4 separate regions of the Sus scrofa genome follow, and all the other regions are linked to region 2. A link is a contact called in public HiChIP or PLAC-seq data. All regions are on one chromosome and are shown on one strand. Each heading gives the region's core, a stretch centred on a gene start, on an enhancer-like site or on the middle of the called end of the contact. The rest is flanking DNA. Distances are from core to core; before and after follow the strand shown.

Evidence for each region. HiChIP or PLAC-seq counts read pairs in DNA pulled down with a chosen protein or histone mark.
Region 1: an H3K27ac HiChIP or PLAC-seq map of alveolar macrophages shows a contact between it and region 2. The contact joins two enhancer-like sites. A contact is called at or near these places in 1 of 47 Hi-C or Micro-C datasets (epiblast stem cells) and 1 of 2 datasets of contacts at active chromatin or transcription factors (alveolar macrophages).
Region 3: a contact with region 2 is called in an H3K27ac HiChIP or PLAC-seq map of alveolar macrophages. The contact joins two enhancer-like sites. A contact is called at or near these places in 1 of 47 Hi-C or Micro-C datasets (epiblast stem cells) and 1 of 2 datasets of contacts at active chromatin or transcription factors (alveolar macrophages).
Region 4: a contact with region 2 is called in an H3K27ac HiChIP or PLAC-seq map of alveolar macrophages. The contact joins two enhancer-like sites. A contact is called at or near these places in 1 of 47 Hi-C or Micro-C datasets (epiblast stem cells) and 1 of 2 datasets of contacts at active chromatin or transcription factors (alveolar macrophages).

What each region holds. Positions count from the first base shown.
Region 1 is chr8:71,149,859-71,153,648 of Sscrofa11.1, forward strand. No RefSeq gene overlaps it. Among named protein-coding and RNA genes, the nearest start is that of RCHY1, 30 kb to the right of the region's middle. Within about 2 kb of position 1,758, at least 19 of the 83 cell types and tissues checked have an H3K27ac peak or open chromatin away from gene starts, as enhancers often do. A contact at or near this core is called in alveolar macrophages, where this site is marked.
Region 2 is chr8:70,952,013-70,955,824 of Sscrofa11.1, forward strand. No RefSeq gene overlaps it. Among named protein-coding and RNA genes, the nearest start is that of PARM1, 170 kb to the left of the region's middle. Within about 2 kb of position 1,564, at least 4 of the 83 cell types and tissues checked have an H3K27ac peak or open chromatin away from gene starts, as enhancers often do. A contact at or near this core is called in alveolar macrophages, where this site is marked.
Region 3 is chr8:70,747,484-70,751,466 of Sscrofa11.1, forward strand. No RefSeq gene overlaps it. Among named protein-coding and RNA genes, the nearest start is that of PARM1, 39 kb to the right of the region's middle. Within about 2 kb of position 1,923, at least 8 of the 83 cell types and tissues checked have an H3K27ac peak or open chromatin away from gene starts, as enhancers often do. A contact at or near this core is called in alveolar macrophages, where this site is marked.
Region 4 is chr8:70,806,635-70,810,419 of Sscrofa11.1, forward strand. The region is part of intron 1 of PARM1 (prostate androgen-regulated mucin-like protein 1); the gene reads left to right. Among named protein-coding and RNA genes, the nearest start is that of PARM1, 20 kb to the left of the region's middle. Within about 2 kb of position 2,452, at least 1 of the 83 cell types and tissues checked has an H3K27ac peak or open chromatin away from gene starts, as enhancers often do. A contact at or near this core is called in alveolar macrophages, where this site is marked.

The DNA of each region.
Region 1 (3,790 bases), core at 508-3,007, 200 kb after region 2:
ACTCCTGGCCACCCTTTAAACTCTTCGAATTCATCTCACTCTGCTCATCACCCAGCACCGTGGTCCAACCACTCTGCCCTCTTCTCTCTCCCTAAAGGTGCCAAACTTGCTTTCATCTCAGATCCTTTGCATCTGCTGTTCCTCATGCCTAGAATAGCTTTCCTCCTTTCTAATTTTCAGCCCTCACCTCAAATGTCATCACCTCAGAAAGGCGTGATCTGACCACTCTAACTAGAACAACCATCCCCAACGCTAGGCGCTCTCTTTAACAATACGCTATTTACCTTCTTCATAACGCGTATCACTCCCTATTCCTATGTTCATTATTCTCCGCTGGAATATAAGCACCTGAAAAGTAAGGACCCCATCTGACTGCTATATCCTTAGTGCCTAGAACAGTGCCTGCCTATAGTAAATATTCAATAAATAACCACTTGTTACCTTCTGGATAAAATCCAAACTTATTTTGCCAAACAAGTGCTACATCATATGACCTGGCTCTTGTCTTCGGGCTCATCTCCTGCTTCACCACCTGCCGGGATGCAGCTGGGAGTCGATGTGAAGTGGTGCTGGTCTAATAAACCCAAAAGAGTAAGCCTAAGTATATCGATGCTTCACATAAAATCTTTACCTCAATCCAGATACCAGGAAAGGAAGAGAGGGGAGAGAGAGAGGGAAGGAGGGAAGGAGAATCAGAAGAAGGAAGGAAGGAAATGAGGGAGGTGGAGCGTGTGTCAGGGTGGGTGAAGGACACAGAAGCATCAAAATAAAGAGCTTTGCTTCCTACACAGGAGGATTCAAACATAGAAGTAGTAGAATGAAAGATAGGGGAAGTTTCTATTGCACATGGAAAATGACCGTGCCTGGTGAATGTCATACATGTTACAAGCAAGAAAGAAAAGTATTTTAGGACACTGAACACTTAGATCATTTGCCATGAGAATTTTACACGTACGTTTTAGTTCTCCAACTAGAAAATTGGTCTTCCCCAAAGACAAAAACCACCTTTCCTACTTCTTCTTTTCTTCATTTTTGTGGAGACCCCAAAGCCTTGAGTGCAGGTATTCCACATGTATTGGAAAATCAATCAAAGCTTACTGAAAAATTAGAGGAACAGAGGCATGTCTAGCCTTCATGGACTTTAAAGTGGGTGAGAAGTGAGTTAGTGGGTGGCAAGGAAACACTGATGCCTCCTTTTGCAAAGTCAAGAGTATCTCCACAGAGGTCATCCATGGACCCAACCCAAGGTCAGAGTTAGAACCAAGAGTCATGCTTCAGCCACGGAGGAAAAGGCAGGGAAAATCTTTCCTGACAAGAACAAATGACCCCAAAAGTACCCATCGATATAGAGAAAAGGAACTCTGTACCTGGCCCTCTAACTAGAGTTATCACGTGCTTGCAGGGCAGAGAGAGCATTTTCAAGCATCAAAGCAGGAAACACTTAACATAATGACGTCTGAGAAGCACAGTTATCTCCTATCTCCTCCCACTCCACTGCAGGCAGGAAAATGCTGCCAGGGTCAGCTGCAAGTGTTAGGTGGCACTGAACAGCAGCCCGAGGGAACTTGCCGATTTCAACGCAGTCTATAGAAATGCATTCCCAGAGCATCTGACAAATGATGCTAAGTGTCTGGGAACAGCAAGCTGAGGAGGACAGGCCGACCATCAGTGCCTCATCTGCTTTAGCATCTGATCGGCACTTTCCTTTGGGCATGTCAACAGCTCTTGTCTCTCTGTAGATGTGTAGCAAGTGTGGATGTTTCAAAAGCAAAAGCGAAAGCATATTCTCAATTTTAAAGCGAGAGGAGAGGAAAGATAAAAGTTCTTTAAAAATAGGGAAGAACTCATTCTGTTTGTGATCAACTATGTGTGGTCGATCAAAAGCGTTTCACTTGAGTGAGTGAAAATACCCAAAACAAGGTATTTCATTTCACAGAGGACACCCACACTCAGGGGAGCAAGATGATGGAGGTGCCGGTGCAAACATCATCCCCCTGCACAAGCTACCAGAAACATAAAATGAAGCAGGTTTTGAGAAGGAAACAGCCAAGCTCCATGAAGGCAGTAATGTTACCAAAACTGAATTCCTTGACATAAGTCAGTTTAATGGGTTGCAACCAGTATCCCTTTATTCCTTTTAATGAAAAAATAAATACACATAATGCTTACTAAGTATCAGTGTTCCAATTATTTTGTGAATATTAACTCATTTAATCCTTATAACATCCCGGGTAGGTGATTTATGCCTCCATTTTTTTTTTTTCCCCTTTTCTTTGTATGGCCACACATGCAGCACATGGAAGTTCCCAAGCTAGGGGATGAATCAGAGCTAAAGCTGCCAGCCTTATACCACAGCCTCAGCAACACCAGATCCAAGCCACATCTGCAACCTACATCACAGCTTGCAGCATCTCCGGATCCTTAACCCATTGAGTGAAGTTACATATCAAACCTGCATCCTCACTGAGACTATGTCGGGTCCCTAACCTGCTGAGCCACAATGGGAACTCTTATGCCTCCATTTTATAGATGAGGAAGCTGAGGTATAAAGAAGTGACATGGCTTGCCCAGAGTCACACAGCAAAGCTAGGATTTAAAATATGAAGAATTCCTCCAGAGTCATGCTATTAATCAAGCCATTCTGATTCTCATGTTTATGACCTGCTAATAACTACCCTAGAACCAAAGGTACTTAAATAAAAAATACACTGTTAATGTTTATTATGTAAAATATAAAATGTAGATAAAATAGGAGTTCTCGTCGTGGCTCAGTGGTTAACAAATCCGACTAGGAACCATGAGGTTGCAGGTTCAATCCCTGGCCTTGCTCAGTGGGTTAAGGATCCGACATTGCTGTGAGCTGTGGTGTAGGTCTCAGACATGGCTCAAATCTGGAGTTGCTGTAGCTGTGGTGTAGGCCAGCAGCAACAGCTCCGATTAGACCCCTAGCCTGAAAACCTCCATACGCCGCGGGTGCAGCCCTGGAAAAGACAGAAAAAAAAAAAAAAAAAAAAAAAAATGTAGAGAAAAGAGTAAAACAAATCTCCTCATACCTTTACCTCAGCTTCAACCATTATCAAATCACAGCCAGTCTTGTTTCATCTAGAACCTTAGTTCCCAATAATGGATTATTGTGAAGGAAATCCCAGGCATCATGTCATTTCATCTGGAAACATTCTGTTTGGTTTTAGTGGTGTTTTTTGTTTGTCTGTTTTGTCTTTTTAGGGCTGCACCTGTGGGACATAGAGGTTCCCAGGCTAGGGGTCCAGTGGGAGATATAGCTCCTGACATACACCACAGCCACAGCAATGCGGGATCTGAGCCGCATCTGCAACCTGCACCACAACTCACGGCAATGCCAGATCCTTAACCCACTGAGCGAGGCCAGGGATCAAACCCATGTCCGCATGGATACTAGTCAGGTTGGTTACCACTGAGCCACAGAGGGAACTCCCTAGAAACATTTTTGAGTGTGGTGTTGGCAGGTCCTTTTTAATAACAGCTTTATTGAGATATCAACTCACATAACATAAAATGTACCCATCTTAAGTATACAACTCAGCAGTTTTTAGTATATTCACAAAGTTGCACAGTTATTACCACCATCAATTTTAGAACATTTTTATCACTTCCTAAAAGAAGTTCTGTAATAAGTAAGAGTCACAGCCCATCCCTCACTTCCCTCGACCTGTGGCTCTACTTTCTGTTTCAATGGATTTGTCTATTTTGGACATTTCATAGAATCATACTACATGTGGTTCTTCATGACTGGCTTCTTCCCCCTAGCTTA
Region 2 (3,812 bases), core at 314-2,813:
TATCTAAAAATAAATCTCAGGACAGCTCATGTTGCCCTTTATGGGAAAATATGACTGAGTCAGTTACCAGATCCTCCTGTTGCAGAAAAAGAATCCTTCGTTAGTAAACTAAGAGAACCCAGTTTTCGAGAGACAAAATGAAAAGCAGCAAGGGAGAATGTTCTTCGCTTCATCGTCAATTTCTGAAGCTTAGAACGACCCCTAACCAGCAATAATGCAAAAACCAGAATGAGTCAAAAGACCTATGGCAAAGGCAATAGTGATATTAATGAAATAACTATATTTGACGGTACTTAGAATACATTCCCATCCACAGGGGCAAAGCAGTCCCTCAAGAATTCCTCCTACAGGCATTTTCTCACAAATGGACCCGTACTGTTTCACTATTTGGCTTTATTACTGGCTGAGACCCAGGAATGTGCATGGCTTCCATCATGCTCTAAAGGGGCTGTTTCATGAGCTGATGGCGCCCACAGCCCTGGTCCTGTCTGCCCCTGCTCAGCGCTGTCATGTGTGGGAGACAAGCTTGACACTGAGCCACCTCGTGCCCACTTGAAAGTTTATAATGGTTTTCCTGTGCCCCTCGGGCTTCAGATTAGGCAGCGATAGAAATAGACAGAATAAAAATTTAGCTTGCAAAAAATACTATGACTGCGTAGCCAGTCTTAAACTAGCTGGACACAGCTACAATTTTTAAATCAGCTTTCCCAGTTTATTATTTTATTTCTCAATCTTAATTACACCTGGTTTTTTTTTGTTTGTTTGTTTGTTGTTTAGTTCAGCTACTTAGAGATCCCAGCTCCATCACTAGCCTTCACTTTTTTCCTTTTCTTTTCTTTTTTTTTTTTTTTTTTTTTTTTTGGTCTTTTTGCCTTTTCTAGGGCCGCTCATGCAGCATATGAGGTTCCAGGCTAGGGGTCTAATCGGAGCTGTAGCCACCGGCCTACACCAGGGCCACAGCAACACGGATCCGAGCCACATCTGTGACCTACACCACAGCTCAGGGCAACGCCAGATCTTAACCCACTGAGCAAGCAGGGATCAAACCCACGACCTCATGGTTCCTAGTCGATTCCTTAACCACTGAGCCACGATGGGAATTCCAGCCCACACTCCTATTCTGACACTGAGTTGCAATGGTCTCTATTATATGATACCATATTATCAACTGTAGTGTAATGTTTTACACTAGCTCCTCAGACTTTATTCATCTTATACATGATAACGTGTGCCCTTTTATTAAGTTACCCCCATTTCCCCACCACCACCACCATCCCCACCCCAGCATCCCCATACTCTGATTCTCTGAGTTCAATGTCAAATCATCACATCATACACTTGTCTCTTACAGTTTTATTCATGAATTATACCTCAGGGAAACTAGAGGAAAAGAAATGTTTTCTCTTTCAGCTTCATTAGCCATTAAGAAAGGATGTTTCCTCTGTCTGTTTCAGTGTCTGGGCCTTCCCTTCAAGCTTAGGTCATTCATCTCTAGGTAATAATATTTACCCAGTTCCCTATGTACAGGGACCGCCACCCTGCCAAGTACAGAGTCTGTTTCTATACTTCCTGATTCTGTTGACAGAGTTTAAACGTTCAAGTAGTTCTTGCCTATGTACAGACATAACCTAAGACTGACTCACAGCAAAGGCTGATGAAACAAGTCTACTCTTTAACATGATGTTTATATATTGTAAATAAAAGGGTGTGTGTGTGTGTTTCAGGCACTTCATAGAGAAAAATGGACACAGAGACATCTCTCTAGAATAAACCTTACTTGAAGGGCCAGAGTAAACAAACAGAGGACTGGAGACCTTTTGTGCAATTTGGGGAGAAGAATGGTAAAGGGAAAAAAGCTATTACAGAGTAACTGGAAAGGCCATGTGTGATGGCTGGAGGTCACAGCCTGGAGACAAAGAGAGCAGCCAGGGTAAGTACATGCCCACACAGTGTGACTTCTCTTCCTGAAAATAGTCTGTGCCATGAGAGTTTTCACAGTACAGAAGTCATTTTTTGGCCTGGCAGTGAACCAAATGGACCATCACAAGGACAAGAATGATGAGGAACCACCAGTCTCAGAACCTCCATCTCCAGGAAAGAAGCTTGCAGGGGTAGCAACTACAGCAGAAAATCTACAAGCGACCACTGCTTAACCAGTTGAGAGATAAATGGGCTCACAAAGTCCAGATCCCCTCTATCTTTTTCTGGAGGGAATGCCAATATTTAAATTGCTCAGTTTGAATGAAGATAGGTGGCTCTAGCTATAGGGCGAAGCTTGGAGGCCATGCCTTCTTCTCTCTCCTCTCTCTCCCTTTTTTTTTTTTTTTTTTTTGGTTTTAGGGCTGCACCTGCAGCATATAGAAATCCCAGGCTAGGGGTTGAATCCGAGCTGCACCCGCCAGCCTACGCACAGCCATAGCAATGCCATATCTGAGCCGCATCTGACCTACACCACAGCTCATGGCAACGCCAGATCCTTAACCCACTGGCAAGTGAGAGATTGACCCGCATCTTTATGGATACTAGTTAGGTTCATTTCTGCTGAGCCACAGAAGGAACTCCAGGCCATGCCTTCTCATGTGGCAAAGCACCCACAACTGAGGGCTGGAAGAACATGGGTGATTCTCAAAGGGCCGATAGTATAATGCATTACCTTGAGATGGCTTGTGGGTCAGCACAGGCTCTGCCCTCCATTCCTGTCCACAAAGACTGGTAAGCCCCTGAAACTTCCACTGCCGTTCTTTACCTGAAGATGAGATCGCACCTTCTAGTTTAGGCAGTGAATAAAAACTTAGAACTCTAGGAGAAATGTATCAGAAGGTTTTAAATTTTTTTATTCTCACCTCAAATCATATTTAATAAACATCTCCGTTCTGTTTTTAGCTTTTGCTGGTGAATTTCTGTCTTTATTTCCAAGCGAACAGTGAGACCACTGCCCAATCAGGAATGTTGAAAAGAAGGTTTCCTCCAGGAAGCTCTCTGACATACTGGTTTCTTCTTCCCTGTGGGTTAATACACTATCCTCTTTTCGCCAAACAGAAATGACAATGATGAGATCCAGTTATAACTTTTCTTTTCACATGTGGAGCTCTGAAGGGTGGGACTTCCTCAACTCCTCCAACATCTAGAATTATCAAAGACTACAAGGACAGTGAGCGAAGAGAAAGATTTCAATTGCTGTTGCACGAGAGGATCGGCAGTCCAGGACACGGTTACCCAGTCTACGCAGTGGGTTAAAGATCTGCTTTGCCACAGTTCAGCGAGGTCAAGCTCAGCTCCGATCTATTCCTGGCTTGGAACTCCATATGTTGCAGCATGGCAAAAATGAAGAAGAAGAAAAAAGAGAGAAAGCATGCGAAGAAGGAAGATTCACGCGTCTCCCCCACAACTGCCTTATGTTAATTACACAAATCATTGCTTAGGATGCAGCGCCAGGCTTTGGGTCTACATATCACTGAGAGTTTATCAGTTCATGCATTTGTCGAAGATAGGATGTCAGCATGATCAGACACTTGGATTCCTCAAGTAGAACTGCCCAGGGCTCCTGCATTCCAATTATGGCTATATTAATTTATGACTGCACTATTTACTTGAATGGATTATGTTTGTCCAGCAGCACAACAGAGATGTGCAGGTTGTCCAATAGTCCATGATTTCCCTTGCGACACTTCCCAGCTCCTTGGGTTGGGTTGGGACCAAGTGCCTAGTTCTCGCTAATGGATGCAAACAGATGTGCAGTTGTCTCTCTTCATCTGAGTCCTTTACAAGTGGGTGAGTTTCATGCTCTCTCCCCTTGCATCAGCAACCCTGCA
Region 3 (3,983 bases), core at 673-3,172, 200 kb before region 2:
TATCTTAAAAATCTTGATGACATTAGAACATGACTTGTGTTATATACAAAGGGCTATGGATAAAGTGAATATGTGTGCATTGAATCCTATCTCCCAGGGAATGTTATTTTGAGAATGTTTTACTTAGAGAAAAGAAAACACCACCAATACAGAAAAGCAGCCAATGGGTAGTTATTGAATTCCTTCCTGAAACGTGACCAACGGGAGAGGAAGAACTACTCGATAACTTAAAATGTTTTACATTCACTTAACCATAGTCTACTGCACACACTCATATTTCCAGCCAAGTGAGACAGCAGTCAGAGGAATAAGTCAATTTATCTTGGCACCTGTTTTAAAAACACACATAGGTTAATGTACAACACTCAGATTTCACTCCTATTTCTTTGAAAATGACTACGTAGCAACACTGGCTATGCCCAGCCAGGAATTTAGCAGAATTCATGCAGTAAAAGATACAGAAGGGGATCTATTTCCAACTGTAAAGCTGAAGGATTAGTTGAATTCCTGTTTGTCAATCTAACAGCAATGGTGTTGACACTAATAAAAGTGGAAATTATAAACTGCTCCGGTAACATCCATGAGAGGTTTGTTGAGCCCAGGGCTAAATGATAAAAAGAGGTTCACCATCTCATTAGGAGAACTGGAAAGTGTTTATTGAGCCAGCGGGGAGCTCTGAAAATGATCTTCCTCTTCTTGGACCTGCCACCTGGTGCCTGAGAGCATGTTAACCATGTATGTGGAAATTGCGCCCGAGTTTATTAAGCAAACAGCTATGAAATGTAAAACCCCATGAAAGGGACACCTAGGTGGCTTTGGCTCGCCCCGTGGCTGCTCCCAAGAGCCAAGGGCAGATGCTCCTATTTAAGAAAACCTGTGAGATCCCTTTAACCTTCTCTTTCTGGGCAAATCTCCCAGCGAAGCCAGCAAAGCAGTCTATTTATACCTGTGCAGGGTACAGAGAAAAATCTCAAAGCTACATCTCGAAAAAGCTTTAAATGGACTCTGTCCAATTATAAAACTGAGCCCCGGTGATGGCACACGCTGCACAGTGATTTAAACAGCATCTTCTTCCACAGCCCCACCAACAACCCCTAGAAGCAAAATATAAGCCTTAGAACAAGTTAATGAGTCAAGGGTCATGCAAGAAATAACATGCTTTTTGTCTCCACCACGAGACCCATTAGCAAACTTCAAGTGGCAGCTGCAGGCTCAAGCTTCCTGGATTATTACTTAAGATCATCAGAACAGTGAGGCAATTGTTCATGACCTTTTGCACCGATTTTTCTATAGGAACATGTTTACTGAACAAAGTTTCAGGAGAGATATCTTAAAGGACTTGTTACTTTGAAAAAAGTTGGTACAGATACACTGCTGTGCATGTAACCATATTTATATATTTGCTATGATTTTTTTTTGGCTTTCTGCTTCCAAAAGTATTACATTTTCATGACTTTGAAAGGAGGAAATATTCAGAAAAGCAAAACCAGGATCGTGGAGTTTTCATTGGTTTTGTTCACTTCATAATCTATCATAAACATTTTCCCATGTCTTTAAACGTTACTCTAAAGTATGAGCGCACCATGGAATGAAACACTCTAATTTTAACAATCCTGATTTTTGAACATTTGGATTAGTTCCAAAATTGCCATTATAAATTACACTTGGTGGAACATGCTGACACATAAATCTGTCTGCATGCCTTTCTTTGAAATATATTTTTGAAAATGGTAGCACTAGGTCAAAATACTTGAAGTATTTTTAAAGACTGTGATAAGCGTGGTCAAGTTCAGACTGCCACTCTGATTTATGCACACGAGAAAATGAAAATAAATAATCCTGTGGCATATTTACTGGCAAGAGCTAACCACAAAATGGCCATGCCTTTGCTTTGGTGGAATTTTTCCCTGACGGGGTAACTGGTTGATCCTTCATGACCACCAGATGGCAGCCTAGAACAGAGCAAACCCAAGGAGACTAAGCCAGGGGAGAGGGGACTCCACTTCTAGCCTTAAATGCTTGCCTACCCTGCTAGGGAGATGGGGCTTTACCAACTAAACACAAAAAAAAAAGATGGTCATCGTCCCTTAGATCAAGCCATGGAGGATCTGATGTCTTTCAAGGGACCTCAGGTTTAGGACCTCTCATCCACTTTGCTTTGCATTTCCCTAAAACTCTCTTCACACATGGGCCTCACCACTGAATCTTTTCAAATGTATTAGTTTCCTTGGAAGCAGCGAAACAGTTCGTGCCAACCCATAAACTTGTTTCGCTAGGTCACAAGGAGCCATGTCTCCTGGGGTAAAATCAAACACTTTAATTTGATATGTTTGAGCTCTTCTATTTAGTAGCTAAACAGGAAGTGTCACCAAGCAAGGTAGAGTGGCCACGAGGCAATGCCCCTCCGTGTCAAGGGTTGCTTCCCGGCTTCCTTGTCCTGTCTCTGAGAAAAGCATGCGCCACACTCTAATGCACTTGGAGTTTCCCAAGAGATGTAAAGCTGCTCGTAAGATGCTTGGTACACGCAGAAAGCTTCGCTCTAGCTGACACAGTGATGCCACTGCTGGCACCAGCCAAAAGCGGCGGGAAAATCTAGTTGATGTATGAACGCAGCTCTGGGAGCAAAAGATGCATAAAAAGGAAAAAAACGCAAGGTGGCCTCACGCTGTGCCAACGCTATGAAAACGAACTGAGGCTTTAGTCTAAATGATGCAAAGGAAATTAAAAGGATTGATTATTCATATTGGTGCTTGTATGATAAAAACATGAAAAATATGCACAAAGAGTAGATGGCCCACTATTTGAGGATAAGCATGCTAACATCGGTTGAATAACAAGCAAACACGATGTTAAAAAAAAAAAAAAAAAAAGCAGGGATAAAGAAAAAGTCCTGAATTCTTTGGTTATTGAAACTACTAAATTGTACATAACGAGAAGCGCCTCGAGCCTGAAGGTTTTAGCTGACAATTGGGTAATGCAGCGGGCAAAGATAAATAAATAAATAAATAAATAATGCATCTATCTTTGCCTTCATTCATAGCAATACAGTAAATGTGCTGCAAAGGAAATGTCTACCTCATGAACCAGAACACACATGGAGGGTTTTGCTCTGATCAGAGAGGAGATAAAAAAAAACAGCCTCCATCTTCAGGGGAGAGAACGAATCAGAGTCTCAAAAGCAGGTCCTTTCCCCAAAGAATGAGAGTTTCCCTGAAGAGAAGCCTTCGGCAGCAGTGTGATAGTTCTCTCTCTTCAAATACCGAATGATTGTTGTATCAAAAAGGCACTGGCATTTACCTCATCCTCTCAAGTTCACAGAACTGGAAGCAACGCATGAAAGTCACAGGGAGATCGATGCGGGGACAAAGCCAGAGCTCCCAAGCTCTGCAATCTGTGCTACAAGTGGATGTTAATTCAGAGGATGAGGCGAGGCCGCTGTCTCACTCAATTCACCTTTATTTTCACACAAAGATGCCTAGAGGGCAGCCAACTCTGCACGCACCATGTGAACAGCCCGGGGGAGCCTCCTGATGAACAGTTCCTCACGTGGGTACCTCCAGCCTGCCCAACCTTGCACAGTCCCAAGGGCAGTGCCGTTTCTAATTCCACGAAGGCACACTCTGGGCTAGTCAAGGCCATGTTCAAAAATGACCATGGGTCTGGGAGTTCCCATTGTGGCTCAGATGTTCAGAAACCTGACTAGTGTCCATGAGGATGCGGATTCCATCCCTGGCCTCTCTCAGTGGGTTGGGGATCCAGCTTTGCGGTGAGCTGTGGTGCAGGTCGCAGTTGCCATGAGCTGTGGTGTAGGTTGCAGATGCAGCTCAGATCCCGAGTTGCTGTGGCTGTGGCCAGCAGCTATAGCTCCGATTCAACCACTAGCCTGGGAACTTCGTATGCCACAGGTGCAGCCTTTAAAAAAAAAAAAAAAAAATTACCGTAGGTCTGACCAAGAATGGACAGGCTGCCTGAATGAAATGAGC
Region 4 (3,785 bases), core at 1,202-3,701, 140 kb before region 2:
TTTGAAATGTAGACTACACCTTTCTACAGAAACATTTTTTTTTTTTGGTGGGCTTTCATTTTTTTTTTTTTTTTCTTTCCAGAAGTATATCTAGTCTACTTCAAAGCTAGGGGAGTACAAGAGAGATTTAGGACCAGAGAGGCTATTACTTCTCTCTCTGTCTTCCTGGCTTTTTGCAAGTTCCATAGCAAATGAAACCCAGTAATTATTCTATTATCTTTTGCCAACATTAAATCTTTTTCCTAAGTAGTTCTATTACACAAAGCGGCTGGAAGAGATATTTTTGTGATCAGGCTGTGCTAAAGGCACATTTTAATGCACTGGGGGAGGCATGATTTTATTTTGTTTTGATGTTGACTTCTAAAAGATTTACATCTGGGCATGGATATATAAAACAATAGAGAGTGTTTTGCGAGTACAAGGTAAGAATGGCTCAGCTTCATATTTTGATTCTATCACCACAATGGTGGAGAAGCAGCTCAGAAAAGTTCTCCTTATGGATCTGCAAAGAACTTGGTTTGGGGCCTGTGATCCTGCTTTTGAATTCCAACTCTGCCCTCTAGCACACAAGCAGAGGGGAAGGGAAACTAACATGAAATCTAATAAGATGCCTGCCACAGTGTTTAGGCACATTAGAGGCATTTTCTTAAACCACTCTACCGCAGCTCTGGAAGGTTAGTGCTACTGGTCTCTACTTCTTGTAGCTGTGGTGTAGGCTGTGCAGCTGCAGCTCGATTTCGACCCCTAACCTGGGAACCTCCATATGCTGCAGGTGTGGCCCTAAAAAGCAAAAATAAAAAACTTAAAAATTAAATGAATGAGCGAACAGAGGCTTGAGGAGGTCAGACAATTCCTCCAAAGCCACAGAACTCGTGGATCCCAAATTTGAACCCAGATGTTTCTGTCATTCAACCCATGCTCTTTCAATTTTTCATCACTTCTTTTCTGGGCTTCCCTGTCTCCATCAGTAAAACATTATCATTAAAATTACCTTTTAGGAGTGTTGGATGATAAGAGATTCATTTACCTAGAACAATCCTGATACACAGGATATCTTTAATAAATAATATTTCTCTCCCTACACTTTATTCTGATAATACATCTGACTTTGTTGTTTGGTCCATTGATTAGGATTTTTTGTTCTTCGGGGTGGGGGGGTTGTTTGTTCATTTTTAATTTTAGGTTTTGACCTACCTGAGCTCTTTTTAAAATGCAGAAGTCAAAAAGATGACTCTAAATAGAGGTGCCTGGATGATTTTAGAGGACAGGGAGGGCAAGAATAACCTTTTTCCTTCCATTTTCTGTCTGGGGTGAACAGCCACAAGGTAGGGAGAAGGGTGGGCTGTTCTGCTCCCTGGGAGAATGTGTGGGGTGACCAGGTATCTTTTTAACTCTGCACCAAGACCCTTGGGAATAAATTTTAACATCGCTTTATAGAGCTGCTGCAGTACTGTTGAGGGAAGGGGCTTGAAGCAAGATAGCAGCCCAGCTGAAGCCTGTTGGCCTGCGGTGTTTCTGAATGGCCCCTGACACCATGGACGAGTAGCCCGGTGCTCTGCCCAGGCCTGGACAGAACTGCACCAGATTTGGTAGCAAGTGTCCATAGTTCCTGCCTTGCAAATGACAGTCTGCTTGCCAAGGGACTTGGGAAGAATTACTTGTCTGCAAAATGATTATGGACGTATGCCTGAGTGTATGTATTTAACTTTGCTTCCTGCCTGAGGGCCCTGGAGCCCTCTGCCTGCAAATAATGAATGCATCTAAGCTGCAAGTTCCACCACAAATGGAAATCATCTAGATAGGCTGGAGAGGTTGGAAAAGGTGGCAACACAATCTTAAAAAGACATTGCGGGGGAGTTCCCGTCGTGGCACAGTGGTTAACGAATCCGACTAGGAACCATGAGGTTGTGGGTTCTATTTCTGGCCTTGCTCAGCGGGTTAAGGATCTGGCGTTGCCGTGAGCTGTGGTGTGGGTCGCTGACGCAGCTCAGATCCCTCATTGCTGTGGCTCTGGCGTAGGCTGGTGGCTTCGGCTCCAATTAGACCTCTAGCCTGGGAACCTCCATATGCCATGGGAGCGGCTCAAGAAAAGGCAAAAAGACCAGAAAAAAAAGAAAGACATTGTGACATTTCATTTAGCAAATATTGACTCAGCACCCTTTTTAGACTGGGGGTACTGGGCACACCCTTCGTCTTGAAGGCACTAACAGTCTGGTGGGTGACCAGACTGGCAAACAGATACTATAATGCAGCCTGGTGGGCTCCATGTTTGAGGCTTGAATGGAGCGTAATGGAAACTAAAAGCTGATAGGGTAACTATTTTGCCAAATAGAGAAGTAATATTTAGTTCTATTTTAAGAAGTTGCCAAACAAAGAAGGAGTGAGAGGGCATGCTATAGAAAGCATGTGCAAAGGACCAGTGGCCACAGGGGGATCATGAGGAATACATGAGGCTTGGCCATATGACACCAAGACCAGAGGCCAAGCTTGGGGCCAGGATGAAACATCTTGAGTCTGGATTACAACAGTCAGTGGGCTCAAGGCCTAGCTCTGCCACTTTTAGGACATGGCTCTGAACAATGCATAGAGTCACTCTGAATCTTGTTTTCTTCTTCATTTTTAAAATGCAGAAAATAACAGTACCTATCTCAGAGGATTGCTGTGACGATTAACTCAAAAGAACCTAATTGCTGCAATTCCAGCAATGGCAGAGCTCAATAAATGTCAGCTCTCAGTAGTTGTCTTCATCCCAGCAGTAGTTAATTTATTTTACAAGAAAATCAGTAACTTCATATGAGACTTCTCAAGTGTCTTTTACAAAGAAAAGCAGAGCTGTCCAATACAACCTTCTGTGATAAAGGACATGTTCTCTTTCTCCACGAGCCTGTTCATTAGCCATCAGCTGCCTCTGGCTCTTGAGCATTGGAAATGTGACAGTATAACCAAGAAATGGCACTTCTCATGTGACTTCATTTTAACAAATTTAAGTAGCCACGCATGCCTAATGGCTACTGTATTAGACAGTCGAGGTCTAGAGGCATGGAATCATAAAATGTTTCACGTGCAAAAGATCTTAGCGACTGATACAAACATCCTTCTCCTTCTCCCTCACCATCACCATCTTGCAGATGTGGAAATAGAGGCTCAGAGAGGGAAACCAGCTTTCCCAGGGTCACACAGATCGTTAATGACAGACTTACCACTAGAATCCAGTGGGTCCTCTGGCTTCCTGGCCTGGGCTCTTATTATCCTGAAGTTTGGTTGGATTAGCGCTTCCACTTTAGAAAGTTCCTATTTCCCATGCATCATGGGATCTGAGAGCTCCAACAGTCACCTCTCTTTTCCCCATCATGTACATTTCTGCTCCTTTTTTTTTTCCTGCTATGCATGCTACACCCAGTAGATCCTCAGTAATCCATAATTCACTGACAGATATGGTTTTCCATTTACATGACCTTTTTAAACGTTTTTAATTCGAGTATAGTTGATTGACAATGTTGTTCCAGTTCCTACTGTACAGCAAAGTGACTCAGCCATACATATGTGTACATTCTTTTTTAAATATTATTTTCCATCAAGATATTGGATATAGCTCCCTGTGCTATACCGCAGGACTTCATGGCTTATCCATTCTAAATGTCATAGTTTGCATCTACCAACCCCAAACTCCCAGTCCACCCCACTCCCCCCATCCACCCCCTTGGCAACCACAGGGTGTTCTCCACATCACTGAGAGATATTTGAGTTCCTGGTTTTGCCAAATGTTAATGGGAAATATTAATATT